Regions from separate parts of the Sus scrofa genome. Here region 2 is linked to region 1. Evidence: chromatin contacts called from public Hi-C data. All regions are on one chromosome and are shown on one strand. The core of a region is the stretch at or near the end of the contact, and the rest is flanking DNA. Distances in the headings are between cores, read along the strand shown. Region 1 overlaps SYN3 (synapsin-3). Region 2 overlaps SYN3 (synapsin-3).

What was found. Hi-C and Micro-C count contacts between places; a contact is called where the count stands out from the background.
Region 2: a contact with region 1 is called in a Hi-C map of liver, with 1.5 times the contacts expected there. The contact joins two enhancer-like sites. A contact is called at or near these places in 3 of 47 Hi-C or Micro-C datasets (embryonic fibroblasts, fetal heart ventricle and liver) and 1 of 2 datasets of contacts at active chromatin or transcription factors (skeletal muscle).

What each region holds. Positions count from the first base shown.
Region 1 is chr5:12,084,346-12,089,826 of Sscrofa11.1, reverse strand. The region is part of intron 3 of SYN3 (synapsin-3); the gene reads right to left. Among named protein-coding and RNA genes, the nearest start is that of MIR9790, 59 kb to the right of the region's middle. Within about 2 kb of position 2,841, at least 26 of the 83 cell types and tissues checked have an H3K27ac peak or open chromatin away from gene starts, as enhancers often do. A contact at or near this core is called in liver, where this site is marked.
Region 2 is chr5:12,383,581-12,389,061 of Sscrofa11.1, reverse strand. All of the region lies in intron 6 of SYN3 (synapsin-3), which reads right to left. Among named protein-coding and RNA genes, the nearest start is that of FBXO7, 140 kb to the left of the region's middle. Within about 2 kb of position 2,976, at least 13 of the 83 cell types and tissues checked have an H3K27ac peak or open chromatin away from gene starts, as enhancers often do. A contact at or near this core is called in liver, where this site is marked.

The DNA.
Region 1 (5,481 bases), core at 1,592-4,091:
GCCTTGTGCTGCCTAGAGAATTTGGCCTTCATCCCATAGACATCAAGGAGCCTGGACCATGGAGAATAGAGAGAGACCGAAGCAGCTGCATAAGAATAAGCAAAGTGTGACTGGTGATCAAAACCAGGTTCTGTCCAATGAATGCAAAATTGGGGTTCTTGGCACTTGGCTGGCCCAGCCATGGGAGGTTCCACCCCTCTGTTTCCCCTGCTTTTCCTGGCAGCTAGAGGGGAGGGCTGCCTGTCTCCTCCCTGTCTGGACAGAATGTAGTTCCCAAGGTGGGGTGGGTGGGGAGGTCACTTGATTCAGTTCCATTTTAAACAGGCTGAGAATGCACCCAGAAGCTCATGAAGGAAACCCCAGGGCTGTTGCTCGGGGAGCAAAGATAGTTGCAGCAACACAGGTTAAGACAGATTAGAAAACCCAGATGGGCTGCCTGTAGACTCTGAGAAAATCAATCTGAAAAAGTGCTGTGGGATGGAGGAAGCAAGTCTTTTTTCCAGATCTGGCTGGGCAACAGGTGAGACAAGGGAATTGGGCTTTAGAACCAGGTAGACACAGGTTCCAATGACAATTCTGCCTCCGACCCTGCAAATACCTACTTTACCACTTCCAGGCTCAAGTTCCTCATCTGAACAATAATAGGACTAAGCATAGCAATATGTGAGAAGCACTAGAGTGATGAAGGGCACATAACTGACCTTCAATAATAAAATTTTCTTCTTTCCTTTACCATAAACATTGAACCCCCAAAATGCAACTCTTGAAGCCCCTATATGGGGCTCAATTCCACTTTCTGTCTGGCACTGCCCTCTTATCACTATCAAATTCTTCCCCTAAGAATTCCCAAAGCCTAACTTGGCAAGGAGGAGACAAGGGTGGAGAGTGGTTTGGCTCTACTCTAACCTGCACCATAACTTTGAACAAGGAACATCCAGTGTTTAGTCACAGTTTGAGAGAAGGACAAAGAGAGGTGATAAATGCAGGGTCAGTGGTGTGGGCTCCAGGGCTTCTGGATCACCTACATCTCAGCTCTCCCACCAACTGCTGGGTGGCTCTGGGCAGGACCTTCAATGTCTTAAGTCTCAGTTCCATCAATATTTCCGTGGTGGGGTCGTGGAAAGGATTAAATGTATACAGATAAACTCAGACAGTGGCTGGCAACCTGTGCTCACCTAATGACAAGCATTGCTTTACCTGTATCACTATTGTCAGATTAGTGCTTTACCTGTGTCATTTACTGTGTAGAAGAATACTTGGGTGAGTCTGTTTCCTGGGAAGTTCTATACCAGATCCAATATTTTCTCTGTAGCTTTTTCACTTTCCCCTATTTCAGATAAGTTAGACAAGTATTTATTGCACACATATTATGTATCTGGGTACTTGAAGCACCTAGTAAGCACCTGAATATGTGCCCAGTGGTATCCTACCCACTGCATGCTACCATAACGTTGTATATTTTTTTCCCACGGTTGCTAGTCAGTTTGTAATTACAGTGTGTGTGTGCACGTGCATGTGTGTGTGTATGCATGTGCATGTGTGCACATGCGTGCAAGAGAGAGGGTGGGGGGAGAGATCAATTATGTGATTAGTATGTCTCTCCTCCATTAGACTGTAAGCTCTATCAGGTAGAGACTACATCTGTTTTAACTGCCGCTGCAGCCCTAGCACCTACCACTTAGCAGGCACTCAGTAAACATCTGCAGGTTGAATAAAGATACTGCCCTTGTTCTCTATAGGCCCAGAGTCTGGAGGGAGTAACAGGTGAGTGAACGAATAGTTTCAAAGTAAATGTGATGGCAGTAACATGCCCAAGGTATGTGAGCAGGGATAAGAGGCACCTCGCCTGCTTGGGTAGACGGGGTGCTCAGGAGAAGCAGAGTCAAAATAGCTGAGCTAAACCTTGAAGAAAGGTAGGCAGCGGCTAGCTCACAGAGGACGTTGTAAGCCACATTTGGGTCCAGCAGCAGTCTAATGCACAAGCCAGCCCTTACAAAGAAGAAGAAATTCACCAAGTCTTCAGATTCTACTTCTCCAGGATACACCTTCTTAAGTAAAACTGCACCTGCAGTTAGACTGTGAATTCCAGCTCTGCCACTTGCAAGTGGCCTTGGGTCAGCCACATAACCTCTTTTATCTTAGTTTCTTCATCTGAAGAACGGGGAAACTTAGAGTACCTACTCTTCATAGGGAAGTGTTCAGGATAAATAAACTAATCTGCATGAAGTGCTCAGCGTGTGCCCGACATTTAGTAAGCACGTGATTAAACACTGGCTATTTTCACTAATACCTTCCGAGTCCAGGCTCCACAGCTATCATGCACATGACAACACCATCCGTGGAAATTATCTCATGTCACCCTCTAAACTCTCTGGAAGAAGTGGTCCAAGACAGGTTCAGCGTAGGCTGAATTGATTCTAAAGGAAGCAGTATCTGAGGAAAGCTCCTATGTGATATTAAATATACATACTGTAGGACATAGAAACTCCATTCTCAGATATCAGCTTTTCTTCTCATTCCCAGGGCCTGGAAAATGCAGCTAGACTGGGTATGATCCAAAAGAAGCCATTTCAAAGCATATGTCCTGTTTATGTGTCAGCCCCACTCCCCTCCTCAGGAGATTCTGGCCAGGGTGGGCTGGGAGATTCCTTAGACAATCTAATAGATTAGTTTCCAGTTTAGCATAACAGCCAGACAGATTTTTGTGGTGAAGTCATCCAAGTCAATTAAAAGGCATTTTTCCTGCTGTGAGTTCAGAAGTCCCTTTGGTTTGTTCCAGCTTTCTGGGATGTTTCATAATAGGTTCCACCCTGGGTTAATTAATAACCCTTGATTCCTACTGAAGTGCAAAGACTGAAAGCCTGTGTGCAAGCACATCCGGGCAGGGCTGCTGGCAGGGCTGGGGTGAGCCCAGCGGGTCTCCTCTCATCAGGGAGTGAGCCAGACCTCAAATAGCAGAAATGACAGCAGAGCTGACTGCAAATGTACAGAGTGGCCCAGCAAAAGCTGAAGGTCAAAGCTGAAGGTCAAAGCTGGAGAAGTGGTGTGGGGAGGGGCAGAAGGGAATGAGGAAGGAGAACATAAGAAGTTGAAGGAATCACGAGGCCAGAGATTAGGTAGGTTGAGAGTAAGCTGGAATGCGGGTGTGAAATGGGTCAGAGCAAGTGGACGGGACTAAGTTGGTGAATAAAACGCAGCTGACGGGTTTGTTTTTATGTAATGCCAGCTCAAACACATCTTATGCATCTGGTTCCATCCTCTCTGTTTTAAGGAAAATAATAAGTCACCTCTCCTATTCTCAAATACAAGTTACAGGTATGAGAATGAAGTTTAAAGAACTAAAGAAGGCAGAGGCAGGAATACGCATGCATTTTATCAAGTCCTTTCCGTGAACCTCCTCCCCAAGCATAATATTCAAGAATAGAATGTCTTTTTCACCCAATCCAGAGCTGAGTTTCCCCACCTCCAGTTTCATGTCACCAATCCTGACCAGTCTATCTTCTAAAACCACTATCGGCCCATGCATCAAAAAATGGAAACATGATCACATCACTCCATGGCTTAAAAAGTTCAATAAATATGTCCCACTGCCTCTGGGACACAATTTCTAGTCTCATGCCTTGTCCTACAAAGCCCACCCTGAAAAGAGACTGTTCCCTATCTTCTCTCCCAGCTTCATGTCCCACCAGCCTTTTGCATGCAGCCTACACTCTGGCTATTTTCCCCCACATGTGACAAGTTGAGATTTAAAACATGCTCTTTAGTGGGAAGCCCTGATGTTCACATCTGCTCCTTCCTGGCCTGTCACCCAGCTAGTTCCCACCCCCAAGCCTCTGAGAAGCCTTTCCTAAGAGTGTCCCAAGGCAAGGTTGGCAATCCCTCCCTTTCCGGTGCTCCTCTATACTCTTCACAGATCTTTGTGACAGCCCTCACGCCAGCGTATGAAGTCACCACCCCCAGTGTCTAACTTCCCACCAGAAGAACACTTTGAGAGTGGAGGGCTCTGTCATTAAGGCCAAGTACAAAGCAGGTGCTCGGTGAGCATTTCTTGAAATGAAAGAGCAGGTTAAGATAAGACAGATTTTGTTTACTTTTCTATTATACAACCCTCAAGAAATTAAAGGGCTTATTGACTTCTTCAGAATTCCTACTTAATTTCCATTGGAGTCTCAGCTACCAATGATATTAACGGGGCCAGGGCCAGTGCTAATGGAGTGGTAGTTAGTTAGGAAGGGTAAATTGCAAACATGGCAGGTAGAGGCTAAGGAACAAGCCAGCACTTCCCAGTGCAAGAAGATGGACTCGCTTTCATGCCCATTGCTCCTTTCTACAGCCACACCAGGGAGGTGAGCCATGAAGGGTCATCCAACTGGCAAAGCAGTCCCTGTTACATTTAGAATTAGCAGGTTTCATCCAACCATAGCCTCAATATTGCCCCTGCTGCACTGTTTGGAGCCCTTCATTGGTTATTAGCCGTTGCTCAGCACTCATTCCTAGACAAACCCCCTTGCCCTCTCTCAAAGAAGAAAGCCTCTTGCAAGTAAATGTGGAATATATGAACTGCATGACTGGAGAGTAATATTAATTTGTCTGCTATAAAAATCATAAGAAGGGACTAGTAGTTTCTTTAAAAGGGAACGCAAAGGACAACATTGGAAAACGGAGAAACATAGTGGGAAAAACAATGATGTGGGAGATGGGAGCCTGGGTTCTTCACACTTTGAACTCCAACAGTAAACTGATGTGTGTGCTGGGAATAGTCACTTCCTCTCTGAACCTCTGAATTACATGATCTCTAAAGTCCCTTTCTAGCTCCACCTTTCCCTGACTGTACCACCATCATCACACACTCACTCAACAGACACTGAATATCTTGACCAGGATGTGCTATCTACTCTCAAGGAAAAGTTGGAAGTTCACACTAGGTGTCAGCTGAGTGCCATGTCTCGATGGGAAATGGTATTGGATAAACATATCAATAATAAAAACACACATATAAACATGAACCATTCATATTTCGTATCCCCCAACTATACAGCAAAATTCTTTAGAGTATATTCTTTCCATTTCTGAGCAATCTCACCTAGAAACCACTCAAGCAACATGTATTCTATTCAATGATATGAAGGTGATTGTAAAAATAGTTACTGACACTTATGGAACACTTTCTATGTGCCATGATCTGCTTTGCATTTTTCACATGTGATCATTTATTTCATTCTCACAGCTCTATAGGTATTTATTGTTGTTGTTAGTATTATAATTTATATGCTACACACAAGGAAAGTGAAGTGCAGAGAAGACAAAGTGCTTGCTCAAGGTCACTCAGGAAGAGGCAGAGCTGAGATTCAAACCCAGGTGGTCTGGTGCCAGAGTCTAAGCTATAAACACTACTTGTGTAGTCTAAAGACATATAGCTACACCTAAAGACAAACAGTAAACATTAACTCTTGGGGGAAAACAAAGAACAAACAGAACTGG
Region 2 (5,481 bases), core at 1,727-4,226, 300 kb before region 1:
AAACAAGTCAGATAGTGAAGGGCCAGGATCTTGTCGCCCCTTCTGTTAGTTCACCAGGCGCCAGAGAGTCGCTGCAGATTGGCAGATGGGGCTGCCCTGGGCAGATAATGGTGTTACAGCAACTCTTGGGCCAGTGGCTTCATTGCACAACACAGGGGTGTTGGGGTATGTGCATGGGTGTTATCCCATGTCACCTGGCACATCATAGAGCCCTGGGTGTTCCAGCACTGGCATTAGGGATGTGGCAGAAGGAGTGGGTGGTGAATCTCCCACGACACTGGAGACGGCAGCTTACATTAAGAAAAGACACTTGAACTGGCCACATGGACATGGGTTATTCTCCCCACTGGGCAGCGTGCTCTAGCCATTGGAGCCCTTGCCTAGACATTTAGAATCTGATAGCTCTGTGACTTCAGGAACATTACTAACTCGTTTGGGGTCTCAGAGACTCATCCATAAATGAGAACTGTGTTTATGAGTGGGCAGTACTTGGTCAATCCTAAATTAAAGGGAAATAGCAGTGTGACCTTGGCCAAGTTATATTCCCTTTGGGGTCTTGCTTTTTTGTGTGTCAACTGTCAGGGATGGGCCAGATGATTTCCAAAGTTCCTTCCTGCCCTCCAATTTGGCAGCTGTGGGTCTGTAGCTCTGTACTCCAGGGTTTGGGGCAGGACATCCAGTGCTGGGGCACAAGCCCTCTAGGCATCTGTTTGGAAGATGCCCTCCTTAACCTTCTCTTTCCTATCTATTGTTCAGCTTGGCTCAAGGATTGATATATTACCAGTAGAGAAATAAACCAAAAAGCCAGGGCAATCACTGCTTCATTGTGTTTTCTTAATCTCATCTTCTATTTATGTAATGCATGCAGAGTTCGTAGGACCCAGGACTGCTGTGGACGTCTTTGGCACTCCTTTCCATTTGTTCACTGGGTAGTTATAGATAGTGATATAGTGCATGTCATTTGGCCAGTACTTGATAATTTATCTAGTGGTCAAGAGTATTGGCTATGAAGCTATAGCCCTTGGGTTCTATTCCAGTTCATCCACAAAGAGGTGTATGACTTTAGGCAATGACTTCTTCTACTCTGTACCTTGGTTTCCTCATCCATCAAATGGGAAATATAGCATTTTGCCCCATAGGGCTATTCCAGGGATTAACAGATTTGACATCAGGTGAAACACTTAGCATTAGGGCCAGAGTAAGAATTAATGCATCAGCTTTTTCTTTCTTTCTTTTTTTTTTCTTTTTAGGGCCACACTTGTGGCATATGGAAGTTCCCAAGCTAGGGGTCCAATCGGAGCTGCGGCTGCCAGTCTATACCATAGCCACAGCAAGGAGGGATCCAAGCCACGTCTGTGACCTACACCACAGCTCACAGCAATGTTGGATCCTTAACCCACTTAGCTAGGTCAGGGATCGAACCCGCTTTCTCAAGGATGCTAGTTGGGTTCATTTCTGCTGAGCCATAACAGGAGCTCCATACTTTTAAGAAGCATGTTGTATTTATTTTCTGACTTGACACACCCATTGACTCTATGATGCTGGTATGATTTTGCTACCCCTATTTTTAGCTGAGGGAACAGGTGCAGAGGGGCAGAGCACCTGGTTTCTATCCCAGGGTTTCTGAAACCAAGGAGAAGCTATCTTCTACTATCATCCAAGGACTCTTGTGGAATCAAAAGGCTCTGAACTATGGTCAGCGTCCTATCAAAGTACTTGAGGATGTATCTCAACACGTCACTAGTTATTTGTGTTTTTTAAATATATTTAAAAATTATACTTGTATGACTATGTGGATTCATTTGAACATGATATAAAATATGCACACGATTTACATTTTAAAAGATGGACTTAAAAAAAAAAAAAAGAAAAAAGGAATAGGAAAGCCCTCTACCCGGGGTGAGATTTGAGCAGAGATTGGCATGAAGTTTATTCTCACACTTTCTTCCTGCCACCTAATCTTGTCCCTCAGGGGTCTCTTTACATCCTCTGTTGAGACCCAGAGAGCCCTTGAAACCACTAAGCAAGGTCTCTGAGAACGTGTAGGAGGGGAATTAAAATGAGTGTGTGGGCAGGCAGAGCAGGCTCCTAAAGGGAGGACAAATGAAGAACAGAAGAGAGGCTGAGAGGAGAGAGGTGTAGTGAAAAGAGAGCAGAAGGACCCATGTTCAAATCCCAATATTTCAAAGCTCCAATATTTTAGTTGCTGGACGAAGCTGACCTTGAGCTTAAGCTCCTCATTTGTAAAATGGGGATAACAATGCTTATGTGCTCAGAGCATTAACAAAGAGAACATGCTTAAAGTAAGAGATAAGACAGATGGTGGGAGGGAGAGTTCAGCTCCATAAACATGATGAGTACCTACTATGCACCCAAACTCTGCTAGGCAGGGAAATAGAGAGGAATCTTTTGGAGCTGCTCTCCTTCAGGGATCTCGCCTTTTACTGAGGGGACAAGAGTCATAACAGAGGGCCCTACAAGCCAGACATCCAAAAGGCCAGACACTGACTGTGGAGAGGGTTTGGCAAAGGGTTTGGTACTCTCCATCACTCCCGGAAGCTGTAACTGGAATAAAGGTCCTTCTTCTGGGTGCCAGGTGGCAGCTGTCCTGCCAGGTGAGTGTCAGGAGCCCCCAGGGTGCCTTTTCTGCAGCTCTGTCTCTATTTAACTCTTCCAGAGGAATCCTTTCCAGTCCAAACAAGCAGAGAGCTCTCCAGGCCTACAGACAGACACACACACAGACACATGCACAGGAAACAGCGAGCTGCTGGGCAGATTATTTTTGTTTTCCCCTCACCACCACCACCAGAGCAATCAATGACATTCCTTCCCCTCCTAAACAAACACGTTTGTGTACTGGAGCCTGCCAGGAAGTGAAGAAATCCCCTTTGGAAGAGCACAAGCAGCCTTTCTCCACCTCCAGCCTGCTCCCTCCTTCCACTCCTGGGGAAGCTGCGTGGGAGCCTCCCAGGGTCAAAGCCCTGATGACTTTCTCCCCTCTTTCTGCTCCCAGAAAGTGGAGGGAGTCGGGGAGCAACACAGGGCAGGTCTCTTTTGGAATCACGGAGCCTCTATACCTCCCAGGCCCCTCCCACCTCCAACTCCAGCTAAATTCTTGAGAAGGATTTCAAACATCCTGGTGTGAAGTGGTTAGGGGGCAAGAGGATATGGGGGGAGAAGAGCAGTTTCCAGATCTGAGAGAAAATACAAAAGGAGCACCATCAGGAGGGAGCTCGGACACAGTAAAAATGGGTGTTTTGACAGTGACATTCTCTCCTCTGGAACATTTTTCTTAAAAATTAAGAAGGTACCCCATATTCTTCCTGAAGCCAAAGAACAGTTAAAAGAGAGCTAAGGGCTAGAAATGGCAGAAAAATATCCCCTTGTATCTTAAACTTGGCTGTGTTAACTTATTGCTCTAAAAGGAACATGTGCTTTCATGTTTGTTTAATGTTTGTGAGGTTGGATGATACTTCTGGAAAGTCAGCTGGTAGTTTTTTTTCACTCTAGTTTGTCCTTTCTCTCTTGAGACCCTTCTGGATTTGAACCACTTGGCCATGCTGTGGTCACTGCCCCAGGAAAGGGAAGTGACGAGAGAAAGCAGAGAGGAGAGGAAGCACCTCCTGGCTTTCGAGTTTCAAAAACCCAAGTCCTTAGGAGAACCAGATTGACTCCTGGTCTAGTAGGCTACAGATTTGGGAGAAATACGGTGAGTGAGAGCAAGGCTTCTCACCTCAGATGAGAAAAAGGATTCCTCAGATTGGGGGGAGGGGACAGATGAGGAGGTTAAAGCATTAGTGGGGGGCAGGAGATGGGGAGCTGAACCTGCTTCCCAAGCATGAGCCCTGGGGTAGGTGGCAGCCCCCAAGGAGGTTCTGTGGGATTCAGATACAGAGGGGACCAGTGTACTATTTCCTGGCAGTACACTCTATCACTAGAGAGGGAGCAAGATTCTAGAGAAGAAATGGCTACATGAAATGCCTGGTGGACAGAGCCTCCAACAGGATTTCCTGTGCCTTATAAGGTCTGAGAAGAGCAGAAAGAATCCTGTGCATCCAGGAGGGGCACACATGTAGCAGAGCGGAGGCTGGGATGAATTGGACCCAATCTATATGGACCATCAACTGAACACCACAGGGCAATGTACGTCTCTTGGACCAATGAGACTGACATTGACTCTTGCCTCTCAAACCATGAGAACTAACGTCAAGCTCCAAAACTTTGGCACACCTCTGGGAGAAGGAGCGGGATCCCCAAATTTCTGAGTTTTGTCCAGGCCGGTGCTTAAAATGGGAAATAAATTGGATTGTAGGAAAATCCAGCTCCGTTTTGTGCACGAGTCCTCCTGAGATGGTGGTGGACTGAGATGCCTACCCACTCGCTTGCTTAGTGCTAGCAATGGTAATAGCCGTTTATGCCTCAGTTTTAAATATTTCTTGAGCACTTCTCTGCACCAGCAATTTTTGGGATAATAGGTGCATAAATACAGAACAGAATGTACTATTAGAGGTGCTCCAGGAGGGCTGTGAATGCACCATTACAGAAGCAGGAAGACTGTGAGAAGGTTTCCTAGGCCCTGCAGACTCTGGGTAAGGTTTTTTCATGTATGAGTGGAGGACTGAGGCACTTCCGATGGGACTGCCTTCCCGAGCAGAGTCTGAGAAACGAATAAACAATGGGAAGAATGGAGGCAGATATTGTAGGAATACAGTGATAGCACATAACAATGTCCCCTCTCCCACCATGGTCCCGCTTTGGAGGAGACATGATAATGGCGGGTAGTTTAGGCAGAGCAGTTGGTATGAGTGAAGACCTATTGGGCTTGTGGGAGGGATTTTTGGTGAGCAGCTCTGCCCAGACAGTAAGAAGTTCTCAGGATGAAAGACAAGGTCTGACTCCTGAAGTCCGCCTCGTGCTTGGCTGGGGAATCTTCTCAGGTTGGAGTTAGCCCCGATCTGTACATCCATCACTGGCAAAGCCTTGGGGCTGGGCTGGCCAACTGTTAGGAGTGTCTGAATTTTTTCTCTTCCACTTAGTCTCCATGTCACTAGAAAACTGACCTTTGCCCTTGGGAGCTGCCGTCAAAAATATGCCTCTTCCCATCTATGAAGACCAAATCCAAGGGGTCCCTTGGTGGTCTTTCCTCAGAACCTACTGAAGGTTCTTCCTTTAAGGCCACAGACATATGAGGCTGGGCTGGAGTTCCCGGTCACTTTGCAATGACTTTTTGGTGATGCTTGGATTAGCATCAGATAGACTGAACCATATGGTGAGAAGGTTATTTTCTTTTCAAGTACTTTTGGAGCCTTCAGATTCCAGCAAGGAGAGCCTCAGTTTGGTGCTCCTTAAGTGTCTGCCACAGCTGCAGACTTCTTGGACTGCACAGCAGACAAGAGTATCTGGCACAAATTTCATAATGTTGCTTTGTTTTTAAACCTTTTTTTGTGGTTATCTTCTTTTGTTTATGGCAGGAGATACTGG